Linked DNA regions of Mus musculus: region 2 is linked to region 1. Evidence: chromatin contacts called from public HiChIP or PLAC-seq data. All regions are on one chromosome and are shown on one strand. Each heading gives the region's core, a stretch centred on a gene start, on an enhancer-like site or on the middle of the called end of the contact. The rest is flanking DNA. Distances are from core to core; before and after follow the strand shown. Region 1 overlaps Gm20125 (predicted gene, 20125). Region 2 overlaps Gm32543 (a long non-coding RNA gene).

Region 1 (6,537 bases), core at 301-2,800:
ATGGTGTGTTTTAAGTACTATAAAAGATCCTAATAGCAACACCTAGACAAATGTTTGGCCAAACTGCTAGCACCATATCATTATAGATTAATATAGTGATACATACACTTTATCACTCATGTTGACTAAGAATCAACGTTTTATAATGAGCTGTAGGTTATTCCGGGGAGCATGAAGGTTTGGATTCTTTTTTTGTAACTGAGGAATTTCTCAGAGTCCTGGCTATAATAGAGACATATCACAATAGTGTAAGAGAGTTTACAATAGTAAATGAGATTTTAATCTTTACTCTTTTCCAAGTTTAGGGAAAGAGATTTATTTCATGTCTATAAGGGAACCAGGACTCTGCTAGCTTCTCTGCCATGTTTATCCAGTGCTTCCAGCACCTGGCCCAAACTAACACTCTCAGTTCTAACTACAAATCTTTTGTATTAATTGGTCAAGAAAAGAGACAACAAAGTTGGAAACTTTTCATTTTGACCCAGAGAATTTACACACATTTCTTCTGCTTAAATCTAGTAGCTCAGGAATATGCTGTAACTAAATACAACTTCAGGGAAGACTGAGGAAACTAAACTGGAAATTTGGGTTTCTGTAATAACTCAGTTGTGTCACATGATGCTTTTCTGGAAGCTGTCTTGTGGGAGGGCATGCAATATCTTGCTGAAAACAGACACTTCAGAGGGCATGTGATGTTTAGAAAGAATATAAATAGAACCCCACAAACAGTGAGAGAACTCTTCCTTTGCTACACTGTGCAAAGCTTCACTGGTCTCTACTGGTCTTTGGTGAAGCCTTGCTGTTTCTGCAGGATCGTGCCACTGCTACTGATTCATGTTTGGTGTTTGCCACTGAACAGGACTGCTGGTATCCTGGCAATGGCGAGTAGAATCACCCCAATGAACTACTTCTAAATAGGTCCACAGCCCTGTTTTCCTATTGACCGTCTTTCTTCCCTACCTCTGGTTGGTGAGTTAGAAGGAAGGTTGAAGTGATTAAGACCCCTAAATAAAGTCGGTTTTGAAAGAAATCTAAGCCTACAATAAACAGTCATGAAGAATGGTAAATAATACAATGATGCCTAGGTAAGTTTCAGAATTTAGGAACTGAAAAAGAAGGAGGAGAAGGAGGAGGAAGGGCGAGGGGAAGGAGGAGAAGGGAGGACATATTTCAGGACAGCTAGCTATTTCCGTGATCTTTTTTTTCTAGCAGGTTCCTTCAGATAAGAGTTAGGATGAGTGGATAGGAAAAGGAAATCTTCTATTTTCTTCCATAGCAGAGTTGAGCCAAGTGCATCACTTTCATGGAAACAGAGAGAGGAAGCCATGCTCCAACAGTGCCTTCTTTCAGCATGAGGCTGCTTGGCTGGTGCAGCCAGCAGGAACTCTCCCTTTCCCAGGGAAAGGAGAGGTTGAGGAAAGGAAATTCAAAAGTCAGACCACTCACATCTCATTGCTTCCATTTTCTCCTGGTCCCCTGTGTATGACTCACTGTGCCTCTTTCCAAGAGCAAGAAGGAACATAAAGAGGAAATGAGCCCAACAGTCCTCCTCTTCTGTTTCAGTCCTAGTGATTCCCACAGCCCACAGCTGCGGAGAAGAGCACCGAGCCACTCTCAAAGTTCAGGCTAACCACAAAATTCCATGTTATTTCCTTTTCCAAAGCAGGCGGCATGTGTGTTTGGGGGTAACCAAACACACACACACACACACACACACAAGAATGTCTAAAGATGATTTTATGTAGAATAATGTTTGCAATGTTTGGGTAAGTATATTTTAACTAAGTGGTGTAAACAGCTTTTATATCAAAACTGCTTAATAACAGAACAAAACACTGTAAGTATACATCCAATTCTCAGTATTACCACTTCCTACACATTATAAACACATGCACAAATTCCCATCAGAGAATAACAGGCACATTTTACAGATCTTTCTTTTTGTTACCAGGGTAACAAAATAGTGATCTTCCTGTCAACTTTAAATGGTCAATTTGCCTACTGACCATTTCTATGTTAGGAAGCTTATTGCTAGGATTTTTGTTACTATTTAGAAGATGTAGATGTGTTTTGGGAATTTATTTTGTTCTAGGCAAAATCTATAACTTCAGCAGGTTATTGAAGAAGTTCTGATTGTAAGTTGGACTTTTTTTTGAGCTAATAAACAAGTACAAAATGACTATGATGGAATCCTACTTATTTCAAATTTTTATGAACATTTGATAAGATAAGTAAATATCAGTTAATATATACTTATAAATTAACTACATTGTTTGTAAATATATGGCATATACAAAGATTTTATATGCAGCATAAATAATTTGCTGGCCTACTATATTTAATATAGGTAACTTGCCACATTCACACAAATTTGAATCATCAATTTATCTTACATCTACTTTTAAATGAGACTTAATGAAAAAAATCTATCTCTAATTTTATATACCTTATCAGCAGACAATTTCTCCCAGATGTATATATCTCCATCTTTCTCCAAATGGGTACTCTTTTCAAGGTTGTCCATAGATGGTTAATTGTGTAATAAGAACAAAATGTTTTTCATGTGCATAAGAGCTCATCTCAGTAGAAGATTTGAATTCTGTGACATTAGATTGCCCACACAAAATCCCTGCTGCCTTGATCTCAGTTTGGCAGGAACCATTTACAGGGGTGTTCTCATTGCCTTCATCCCTATGTGGATTTTTCTCTATCTTTTGAAATTCCTTGATGCACATTTACCTCAGAAAAACTCTGTATAGCTTTACTATTTTGTGTTCCTGATAAATAACTTCTGATATTGTGACTACTGCTAAATCCTTGAAAATATTTACTTCTGTGTGTTTTGTAAATTAGCCTATGTATACATTTGTGCATGTAAAAAACTAGAAGGGTTTACAGATCATCACAGCATGTACTTATATATGTGTGTGTATTGTCAATATGTCTGGGAATGTTTGAGGGGGTATGTTTATTTGCAGTTCTAGAGACCAAATCTAGTGCCTTTCACATACTATATAAGTACACTACCACTAAGCTACATCCCCAGGCCCTGTTAATATCTCCAGGGCAGGGCTTCAGTTTATTCTTCTATTAGATTTACAATATGGTTCTTTCATTTTAAAAATAAATGATTATGTGTAAAGATTTTTACCTATTCAGTAAATATTAGAAAACCTTTATGCAAAATCTCCATCATCCACTAACAATAGGGACCTAAGTCATAAACTGAGTTTTCTTTTATCGTTCAAAAGAAATCAGTCATGTTCTGAGTTTAGTAGAGCAAGCATTACCTTGTTATCATGGCGCCCCCAGTGTGCTCTGGGTACACATCCATTCATCTGTTCCCCCACAGTTCTCCTTACATTAAGAAACTCTTGCTACTGTCAGATCCAGGTTCATATTCCCAGGGAACTGAATCTTCTACACGACTTAGTTTGATGAGAATAATTTTTACCCCAATGAGGAAAATGGTAGTATATAGCAGTATAATTCACATGTCACTGGATTACCCTGGCACTGTAGACTTCTTAGCTATAAGAAGTTGCAAATATTTGTCAGATTTCTCCAGCCTAATGACATTTGCCCTGCAGCTCTTGAGTTAATTTTTTTAATCTAACCTCACAGATGTCATTTTGGCTTCTAACCTAGGGACATGGCAAGAAGGGTTTTTTATAACATCCCAGAGGAACTTTTTATTGTCTTTCTTTCTTCTGAGTTAATTTTAAGATAACTTTTAATCCTAGTATGCTTTATTCTTTATTCTCAATTTGGGGGAAGAAAATGTTGAGTAATACTAGAGATAGTAGACACTAGAGTTTCCTACCTAAAACTTAAGACTATAAAGAACACTTGTCATTGGCCCCTTAAAATCAGCCCTGTGTTCTGTTAATTACATCCTAGTTTGAGCCATAGTAATAACAGTAGTTGCTAATTTTTCAAAGATATTAAGGTAAAATTAAATGCAGGTGTGTTTAGTCATAAAAGCAAGGTACATCTATCCTGAATCCACACCTAACTGGACACTGGAAATCTGGTCTTACCCAAAGAACATTTATTTCACTATATTTCCCAGGCTAAGCTAATAGATTTGGTATTTTAGGTGAAGATTAATAAGGTTTTTGACACACTGTATGAAGTTAAATATATCTGTAGTTAGAATGTGTGGATATGAATTATGGTTCAGGGTTGTATAAGAAGCTCTGTTGCACAAGTGCCAAATAATTTGACTGAACATCATCACACATGAAAAGGCTGGGGAGAACTTAACAGACCTATCCCCTACCCTCTTCATGGCTCAGGATTAGGAGTACAAAGTTTTACTGGTTGGCCAAAAGCAGTTTAATTACTATTTGCATTAGATTGGGAAACATAAAGGCTAAGAATCTAATGTGATCAGCATTTTACAAATAAATGAATAGCAATGATAGCAAAGTTCCGTTACTGAGTTTACTATGTAAGAACAACTTAAATGTCCACTGACTTTAATAAAAAAGAATTTAACTGGCTGCACTGATATTTTTATGCATTTGTCAGAGGAGAATATTTAAGAAGGAGGTGTTAAGTCCTCATTTAGCCAGTAAATAATAAAGCCATAATTCATACCAACACATTCTGAATATAGATATATTTAACTATCATTCAGTGTGACAAATCCCTATTAATCTTTGCCTAATATAAATAATCCATAACTTAAGTCTATAGAGGTTTGATTGTACATGCTATCAAGTGTAAATGGATTTTAAAAATCATATGGAAAGGGAAATATTTGACACACTTCCCATTTCAGAAAATACCTCCACAGAATATAAAATCTTGTTAACTTCCCAGCTAGAAAATTCTTCAATGTGTGTGTGTGTGTGTGTGTGTGTGTAGGACTAAATAAATATATTTTCATTATTACTGATATGTATAACAAAAGCCATATTTTCTATGTTTTTATCTCTAAGTGTTATGGACTTCCAAAATAGCTCCCACCAATTGGATAATGTGATAAGAATAGACACAAATCTAATATACTTGTCAACTTAATCTGATTGAATACTTTAAACACCTTAGCTATGCCCAATCTATTAGGGAAATGACTCAAATTTTCTTAGTTCTGGACTCCCTGTTTTGATTGTTTTCTAAACTACAGACAAGAGTATATATAGAAGAGTCTCCCATGACCTCATGATAGAAATTGTTGGAATCCTCTGGTTTTACTTATGATGTGCAATCAATCACTTCCCCATGATATTTGCATTGAGAGCCTCATGGGTCTCTATCCCCTGGCTGGGCCACAGCCTAGAAGAGGACTTCTGGACTGTGTTGCAACTTTAACGTATTTGTCCCCTGTCCTGGGCCTGTGTGGCCTTATGAGAGCCACCTTGAATTCCCAGGCAGCATACTGATTCTCAACTCGGGGATCGGGCCATGCAGAACATGTAGGGAAAAAGAAGAACGTGAATCAGTCTTGTCTTACTCCTTCACTGTGTCTTCTAAACCCTGATGGTTTATACGCACGTGAATTCTGCCTATCACCAGCTTCTATAGGCAGCAAGCTGAGGATAAGGAAGGAATTCAAAATTCTGTGCTCTGCATGTTTCTCTCATTCAGCCAAACAAGGTGAGGGTTGTTGTGGCAAATATCTAATTTTTTTCTCTCCCTTTAATTGCTTACATTCTTCCTTTGCTCCACAATTCTCTAGGTAAACATCCCCATTGCTCAATCTCATAACTACCTTCTACTAATGACAGCAAGCTTTACTAACACAGTTTTTTTTAACGTTATAATTTTGCAATTTAATTTTGTAGCTTTGAAAATTCTTGCTTGCTAGTTGCATGATAAATGAATTTTATAGAAACCATTCTTAGCTTTAATCCCCAGCTCCCATTCCTCAAGGAGGCAGAAAATTAATGTTCTAGTTATTTATGGCTATGTAACAAACCACCCAGACACTTAGTGATTTGAAATAACAATCATCATTTATTTTGCTCACAAATTTACAGTTTGGGCAAGGTTTGGCAGGAAAGGTTCATCTCTGCTACAGATGGAATGAACTGTGTTCATTTAATTGGATCTAGAAGATGTACTCCTAAGATGCTCCAATCTCATGGCTGGCAAGCTGGAGTCCCACTGGGGCCATTGGCCAGTGATTTTAGTGTCTTGGTGTCTTTCCAGGAGGGCTCTCCATAATGCTGCTCCTTCATAGTATAGGAGCTGTGTTTCCATTAAAGATGTGAAGGAATGGAAACCCTGACTGTATCGTAAGTTTGGGTTAATAGTTCAGGAGAATGACCCAGAGTCATCTTTGCTATGCTTTATAACTCAAAGTTCTTATAGAACCTCCCAGACCCAAGGGTGCTTGGGAAGGAGAGCTGGGGTCACAGACTATGACTCTCAAATTGTAAAAGACAAATAATCCATGCCCATCTTTAATCACTTATACTTTGCCTAGTAATGTCTAGATAACTAAGGTCACGTTTAAGGCCCTGCGGTTTGTTGTACTTAAAAATGGGGGAAGGGCAAATCATGAAAATTGTAAAGCTTAGTTTCATT
Region 2 (7,563 bases), core at 4,021-6,520, 510 kb after region 1:
TTCTACTCTCTAAAGAAATTAGAGTAATTACTATAGAGATGGATAACATTAGATGACAGAGAATAACACAAGAGCATGGTTTATCTAAGAGTTTTGGAAACAACATTCAAATTCTCTACAAGACTTAATTTACTTTCATGATCAACTAACCACAGAGTTCTGAATGAGGACCTCAGGGAACATGGTTTCTTGTCTGAGTCCTTTCTTTTTCTTAGCTCTATGATCATGGTTAATCAGCTATCTTGTTTTACACATTTTTTTGTCCTTTCATCAAGCAAAGATGATTCAAAACGGGATAACTTTTAAACCCATAAAGATATAAAACTGTGTCTCAACATGAAAAATATTTTTTCTACAAAAGATATCTTGCTCAAACTACCTTTTTTCTTTAATCTGTAATATAATTGACTTAAATTGGATGGTATTTAAGACATCTTCTAACCACTCATAATCCAGAGATTTGAAATGTGAAGAGGCTTTGTTCTGGACATTGATTTTTTTTTTCATTTGAATTGTTACTGGTTTGACTTAAGCTGTTGCTTGTGCAAAGGCCACAATCTTCCCTGGATTATTTGTAAAACTGGTGTTGGAGGAGCAATATCCTAGTCTACTGGGACTTCTCTGGCAAAATGCCCTGGCCTGGGTAATTCATAAATAAAAGAAACTTGTATCTTACTGTTCTGGAGTCTGGGAAGCTCAAGATCACAGCCAGCAGATTCAAAGTCTGGTTAAAAGCCTTTACCTCATAGATAGATGCCTTGTAGCTATGTCCTGATGTCATGGAAGGGGGCTAAGGGTACATGTTCTAACTCTTGTAAAGCTATTTCTCTCATGTATATGGAAGAGTGCATGAGGTAATCCTTTCTTGTTATGGTTAGAATAAGAAATGTTCCCCTATAGTTGTGGTCCCCTGCTAGTGGTCCTATTAAGAGTAGTGCTAGAAACTTTAGGAGATGAGTCCTAGATGGAGAAGAGGTCACTAGAATGATGACTTTTGAAGAACATTTACTGTCTCCACCCCTTCCTCTGAGTCTTTCTCCCTTGACTGCCATGAAGTGAGCTATTCTTCTCTATAAGCATACTCTGCTGCAATTCTCTGATTCAACGTGGACCACAGCAGTAAGCCAAGGAACAATGGACTAAAACCTTTTTTTAAAGTTCTCTAGAGTATTTGTCAAGCAAGATAAAGCTCATTACCTTGTAATATTATCACATTGTGTGATAAGTTCCAACCTGTGAATGGCAAGGCATCAATATTCAGACAGCAGTTTGGTAAAGCACATTTGCTTGTTTTGATTCTATATATTTAGCACTAGGTTAGACTTTCTAATCTTGATAAGTCAGTATAGAATCTTAGTCCATTTTATGAGATTTAGATTCACCATGGAAATAAGTTTATGAGGGATTTTTGAGATTATGGGAAGACCAACCCTAGATGTAGGAAATGTTATTATTCTTTGAGCTGTGGTCCTGGACAACATTAAAGGGAGAAGATCAGGAGTAGGACTTGCCACATTCTGCTCCCGGATTGTGAGCATGGTGTGAGCAGCTGCCTCCTGCCACCATATTCTCCCTGTCATAACAGACTGCATGCCCTGGATCTGGAAGCTAGCATGCACCTCTCCTTCCTTAAGTTGGTTTTGTCAGATATTCTATTGTAGCAATCATCAAAGCTACTAATACAAGTAGCAAGAGAAATGTGAGTTGCCATGAAACCAAAGTACCAAATGATCAGTTTAAAATGTCTTCATCTAGGCCAACAGACAACCAAAAGATGCTATAATTCATCCTGTTCTGGAATTCTCTGCCTTCTTTGTCCATTCCCTATGGTTCTGAATTGTGAACACTGTGACCCATTTCCTGAATGATCTAGCTCAGGAAATGTGAGTTTGGAAATAGGAGAAAGGCCAAGTAGGTGGTAATTTTTTTTAGTAAGAAGACACTCAGAGAGTTTTCCCATAGATGGAGTCAACAGCCTTGAGTGGCATGGAACAAATTGGTGGCCACACAAGCATGTTGCAACGCTCGTCTGAATAGCAAGAGAACATAATGCTTCGATAATTGGAAGGCAAAACATCTAATCAGAGGGGTGAACTTTTAAAAAGTGGCCTGCACTTCTGGGGAACTGTCTCTGTGGAGTGCATCAGCCCCCCAGAAAGCCATCTTGAGGGGACTGGAAACTTGAGCTCTTTGGCCAGCTGGGACTTTCCAGAGAGAACCCAGACTGATGAATCTAGTCGTACCCAGACAGGTCTCTGCATATCTGTTCAGTGTTACTTCAATCCAGATCATTCTTCAGAGTCCAGTATTTGAGGTGAGTAAATCTAATATCATCTCATGCAATGATGTACCCAAGTGTCCGGCCACGGAGATAGCTTTCTGCATTCTATTTTGATTTGATTCCTTCAGCATTTCTTTGCTGACATCCTATTTCCTCAGTAAAGAAGATTCTACCCTGATAGATAGCTGGGCCTGAGGTGCAATGAAATCACATTGCCTATAACCCACACAGACTCACTGACCTGATTTCCATAAATAGATAAATTCATCAAGGAAAAACACAGGATCAAACTCTAAAAGCCATCTCAGGAAATGATTCGTTTCAGACGTTTGCCTCAGGTCAAATTAAATTTTCAGCCATCTCTAAAACCCACGTCTGTCTATATTTTTAAAAAAGAGATTTAGATTAAATAAGCTTCCCAGATAACCTCTAATATATGATCAATTTTTATGTCATACATACACTTTTTTTTATGACTGGTAGAATAGATGAGAACAGGATAAATCTTCCAGAGTGTAGTAGATGTCACTTTACAAATGACAACAGAGACTGGGGGGAGAAAAATAGATGACTTTCCTGAGGTAACAAATTTTCATTTACTTCTCTAGTTATTCATTTATTCAGCATGCGCTCAAAACCAGCTATCTGTTGTTTATTCTCCATAGTCCCAGTTGCAGACTGAGAAAAATGCAGAGTATGAGTCTGCTAGAGCTACAGTAACAAGCCACCACATACTGGATATGTGAGACAACAGAAATGTACTGCTTCACCTCTGGAAGGCTGAGGTCGGAAATCAAGGTATCCGTAGGTGTGACCTCTCCAGGGGTCTGCAAGAAACTTTTTATTCCATGCTCCTACCCCACCCTCATCCCCACTCTCACCCCATGTTTTACTATGGGCCTCTGGTCCTTTCATTTCCCTTTTGATGATTCACCCTTATATTTTTGAATATCAACTACATGCCAAGCCATAATTGAAGAAAAAGGAAAAACAAAATCAGAATTGGCCTGTAAACTTTTGTGGGATAGTTCTCTTACTGTTGTTGGTTTTGAGTCATTGTTGTGTGTTTCTTTGGGGAAATGCCAGGAATCAATCCAGGGCTATGTGCATGCTAGGTAACTCTACTACTTGGCTAGATCCTCTGTCCTTTCCGCTGACTTCCAAGAGGAAGAAGGACTGTAGAGCCCCTCAGCGAGTTATTCATGCTTCTGAAGTCATTACAACTTTATGAAGCTCATCTGTGTGCCATATATTGGTAATGGCTGACGCTGGAAAAAGCAAGGTCAGTTGATGTCTTAGTTTCATCCAGGTACAACCTGACTAACACTTGACACCCGGTGACCTACATCACAGAACAATGGCTTTTTCTCCTCCAAATGATAATTGTTCTTGAAATTCTGAAGAACTAGAATTTCTCGTTTCTTTACAATCTTCCATAGTCCATGTAGCCCATTATCTCTTCAAATGCTACCTACCGGATTCTGTGGACTGACTATTCTCTGCTTAGCTCAAGATTTTACTAAATAAATTCTTGACCCAGAGGATACAGGTGTCATTGATGGTATGGATGGCACTGTGGTCACTGAAATCACAGCTTACCGGAAGGCAGACACGATACTTCCATTAACCCAGCCCAACACTAACTTGATGTGACTGATAATCAAACTACCACACTGGCTTACATTAAATACCCGAACACGTGTACTTTTTTTTTTCTTCAGTTTTGAACTCCAAGTCTATCAGACTTCATCCGGTTTTGATCTAGCAACTGCATGTCTTGATACTGGCTCTGGGCAGGACTCTGCCCCTACTGCATTGTGATGGAAAACGGAAGTCCCCAGATCATTCACTGTATGACTCTCATTGGGTCATCTGACATTCATGAACCTCAGGTTTTGCTCACTGGAAAAACAGTACTGGGGGTGGGCACTAGCAGTCATAATCCTCTGAAGCATCAGGAGACTCCACTGAGGTGCACAGGGCAAAAGTTATTTTGCAGAGTGGAAAACATTATGCAAATGTGAGTTGATAGTAGGGCTGTTGGCTTTTCTTTTTTTTGTCTGTCAACTTCAGAGGTGATTAAGCATATTTTCTGTCTTTAGTCAGTGCATTGACTCAAGTGCCAAACAGATTAAGACCAAAATATTGACCAATGTGCTTTGGATTTTTTTACAACCTGTATGACTCTACCTGATGCTATGATGACCCAATCTGAATATACATAGTTCGCCTTAGCCGCAGACCTCGTTGAGCCTGGCTGTGTGTCAGCTAATACGGTGTAGTTGTTGCCCTCAACAGCTCTGAGGCAGGCATAGTTGGCTTCGGTTCTAGCTCAGCAATTTGCATAAACTATTTGATCTCCTGCGATCCCTGTTTCTTATCTTCTGAACGGGAAGATAAACAAAGTACCAGCTCAGACAGAGCATTAGATGGGTAAGTGTAACGGGTAAATGGGCTGCACTTGTTGAGATGACAATAGCCACTCACCGTGAGGTTCTTCTCTTAGGATATTATTGAGAAAGTGATGTTTTTACTAGTCAACCCTGTGATTTTATAAAGTTGTTCCATTTCAGAAGCAAGAAGCTCACTTAAACTAGCATAACTTAACTCGCTGAGTTCCTTGTGAACCTGTGTGCATGCCTCATAAACCACCACATTCCTTAGTTACTGCTCACAAACCATTACATTAGAAAATCCACCCATGGCTTTCTCTAGGCTCACTATGGAAGAATAGCTGACCTATTTTCGGTCTCTGGAATCTATCCTCCTTTTAGAAAAATGAATCAACATTTCCCTTTTTTCATTCATCTTTTGGTTTCTTGAAGACTTCAGTAACTTCTGAGATTAATCGTCAGTTCACATTCACCCATTCAGTGAGACTAGCTAGAATGTGCGCTATTTGTCCAGCATTCCAGTGTTCCCAGTGGCTGGGCACAGCTTATACCTGGAGCTGTCAGCTAGAGCTCATTTATTGCAGTCAGGTTCTGGCCAACTGTCCAGTCATCTCTGTAGACTTACAGTCAACCCCTTCTTTGCTTTGTTTGTGTGTGTGGACAAGTCAGATAAGGCTGAGTCATAATTTCCTCCCCCAACAAAATAGGATAATAATAACAGCTATGACTACCACACAGAGTGAAAATAAATGAGGTGAAGTGCAAAAAGCATGCCCCCCACCAAAAAACAAAAACAAAACAAAACAAAAAACCCAAAGCAAGCATACAAAATGAAAGTCTTGTTTGCTCCTCCTCTTATATCCTGCAGACCACTTTATTTGCTGCAGAACTTGAAAGCAAAATCTGAATTTAATAGTTCTGTTAGCTGTTATCATTACACCATCTGCCCCAGGCAGCTTGGCTATCACTTCCTTGTTCTTCTACTCTTAAACACAAAGGAAAATATCCTTCTTGTGGTCTTTAACAGTTCCGGTGAACCCAAATTATTTGTTTTCTATTAGCACCCCTGTAGTATATTCCCCATTAAGATACAGGGACAGTCAGAGCCATCAAGACCTGAAAAAGACGAGGGAACAACAAGAATGCAAAGGAAGAGTTGGTGGGGTTGAAAAAATGAAGCTGAATGTGGTCAATGGAGCTGAACATATACTGTGTTTCATGGAACCAGAGATGATTACGCTATGGGAACGCAGCTGAGGAGTGACGTGGACTCTCTGGTTAATAATAGGAAGCATAATAAGAGAGATTACATATGGAGTTTTGCAAGCAGGCACAAAAGAGTCTATTAGGCGGTGTCTTTAGCAATAACTTTTCAAATGAAGAAACACTGCCCAAACTATCACTTTTATGTACAGTGCTAAATAAGATGAGGGAGGCACGTCAACCCACGCAGTTCTGTGAGGAAACTTCTGGAGGAGGGGAAGTAATATGGTGTATGCATAAATATTCAGAGTAATATGGTTGGCAAGGGACAGAGAAATTAAAATGTCTCAAGTAGATTATTGTCAGACCTGTTGACTTCTGTACCTTCTCCTTCCATTTCAGCCAGACCTGGGCACATGGTTAGGTACCATGTAGGCTGAGGTTTTATGGGAGAGCACAGAATATCATCTTTTTGTCTCTTAACAATGTAGGAGCACTGTACTGTATGTAACTGTGATTAGTTCACAAATTAAGATCTTTTCCCTAAGAGAAGGGCCTTCCTATCACCTTCAAAGAGGAAGACTGTCAAAAGCCAGACTTTCTATTATAAAATGGTTTTAAATATAATGAAACTTCAAGCAACCATGCGTCTCAGGGCAGAAGTGGAAACACTATTCTGTTGGGGTCAAACTCACTTGCCAATGTTTTTTTGTAAATAAAGTTTCATTGGAATGCAATTATATTTAGTAGCTTACCAACTATCTGTACACAGGCATTGCATTACAATGGCAGTGTTGAATAACTATGGTGGAGAACTTACAGCCAGAAAAACTTAAAATATTTACTGCTTCATAGAAAAAGTTTGCCAACTCTTACCACAGAGCAAAAAGAGAAAGATCGTTGAAGCCTAGAGAGTTTGGAGGTTCACGGTAACTTCCCCATTAATTTTTATTGTTAATTAGCTACAAAAGCCCTACTCTAAAAAAATGAATTAATAAGAGTGCAGTTGGTAATTTCGTGGGATATGCGTCACAAAACCCACCTGTGCTGCATATACACTTTTAACTTGAATCCTAACAATTCCATGACACTTTTCCATGAACTGAACAGACCTTTGTCTCTTGTAGAGTAGAGAAAACACACAGTCTTTTGTGAGCATGTGCTGGAGTAGAAAGCAGATACAACTCAAGCTTGCCCAGATGGGTGCCAAAAAGAACAATGAGCAAACAGTTTTAAAACCAGCCATCCTTCTGGGAAGACATGCCCTGTAGCTACCTGTTTCATTGGTCACGTGTACCAGTCTGATTGACACGTGACAGCTACTCCACTACACATTAGGGAGCTAAGATAGAAATGTCATGGATCCTTTATCGGAGGATTTATTGTCTTTTCAATCTTTGCAAAATGTGCATTGCTATACTCAACATAGATATTCCCCTCCACCCACGTAAGGGAGACATAACTGACGTCCAAAAGAGAATACTCCGGGGGAACTTGACCTGGAGGCCTTTTGTGTGTGAACAGTAAGAGAACTTAGACACACACTTGATGCCAGCCCTGGGTAAGTACACAAGTGTTTAAGGTTCACAATGTGTCCAACCTGCTTCTGGTTTTATTTCTTTTTCTGAACCTCATTTTCCTGTTGCCCTACTTTCTTTACCCACTTATTCTTCATTTTGTTTTTAT

What was found. HiChIP or PLAC-seq counts read pairs in DNA pulled down with a chosen protein or histone mark.
Region 2: a contact with region 1 is called in an H3K27ac HiChIP or PLAC-seq map of the NIH/3T3 cell line, with 3 times the contacts expected there. The contact joins two enhancer-like sites.

The regions. Positions count from the first base shown.
Region 1 is chr10:17,041,666-17,048,202 of GRCm38.p6, forward strand. The region is part of intron 1 of Gm20125 (predicted gene, 20125); the gene reads right to left. Among named protein-coding and RNA genes, the nearest start is that of Gm20125, 51 kb to the right of the region's middle. Within about 2 kb of position 1,551, at least 30 of the 459 cell types and tissues checked have an H3K27ac peak or open chromatin away from gene starts, as enhancers often do. A contact at or near this core is called in the NIH/3T3 cell line, where this site is marked.
Region 2 is chr10:17,544,836-17,552,398 of GRCm38.p6, forward strand. The region is part of intron 3 of Gm32543 (a long non-coding RNA gene); the gene reads right to left. Among named protein-coding and RNA genes, the nearest start is that of Gm32656, 110 kb to the right of the region's middle. Within about 2 kb of position 5,271, at least 94 of the 459 cell types and tissues checked have an H3K27ac peak or open chromatin away from gene starts, as enhancers often do. A contact at or near this core is called in the NIH/3T3 cell line, where this site is marked.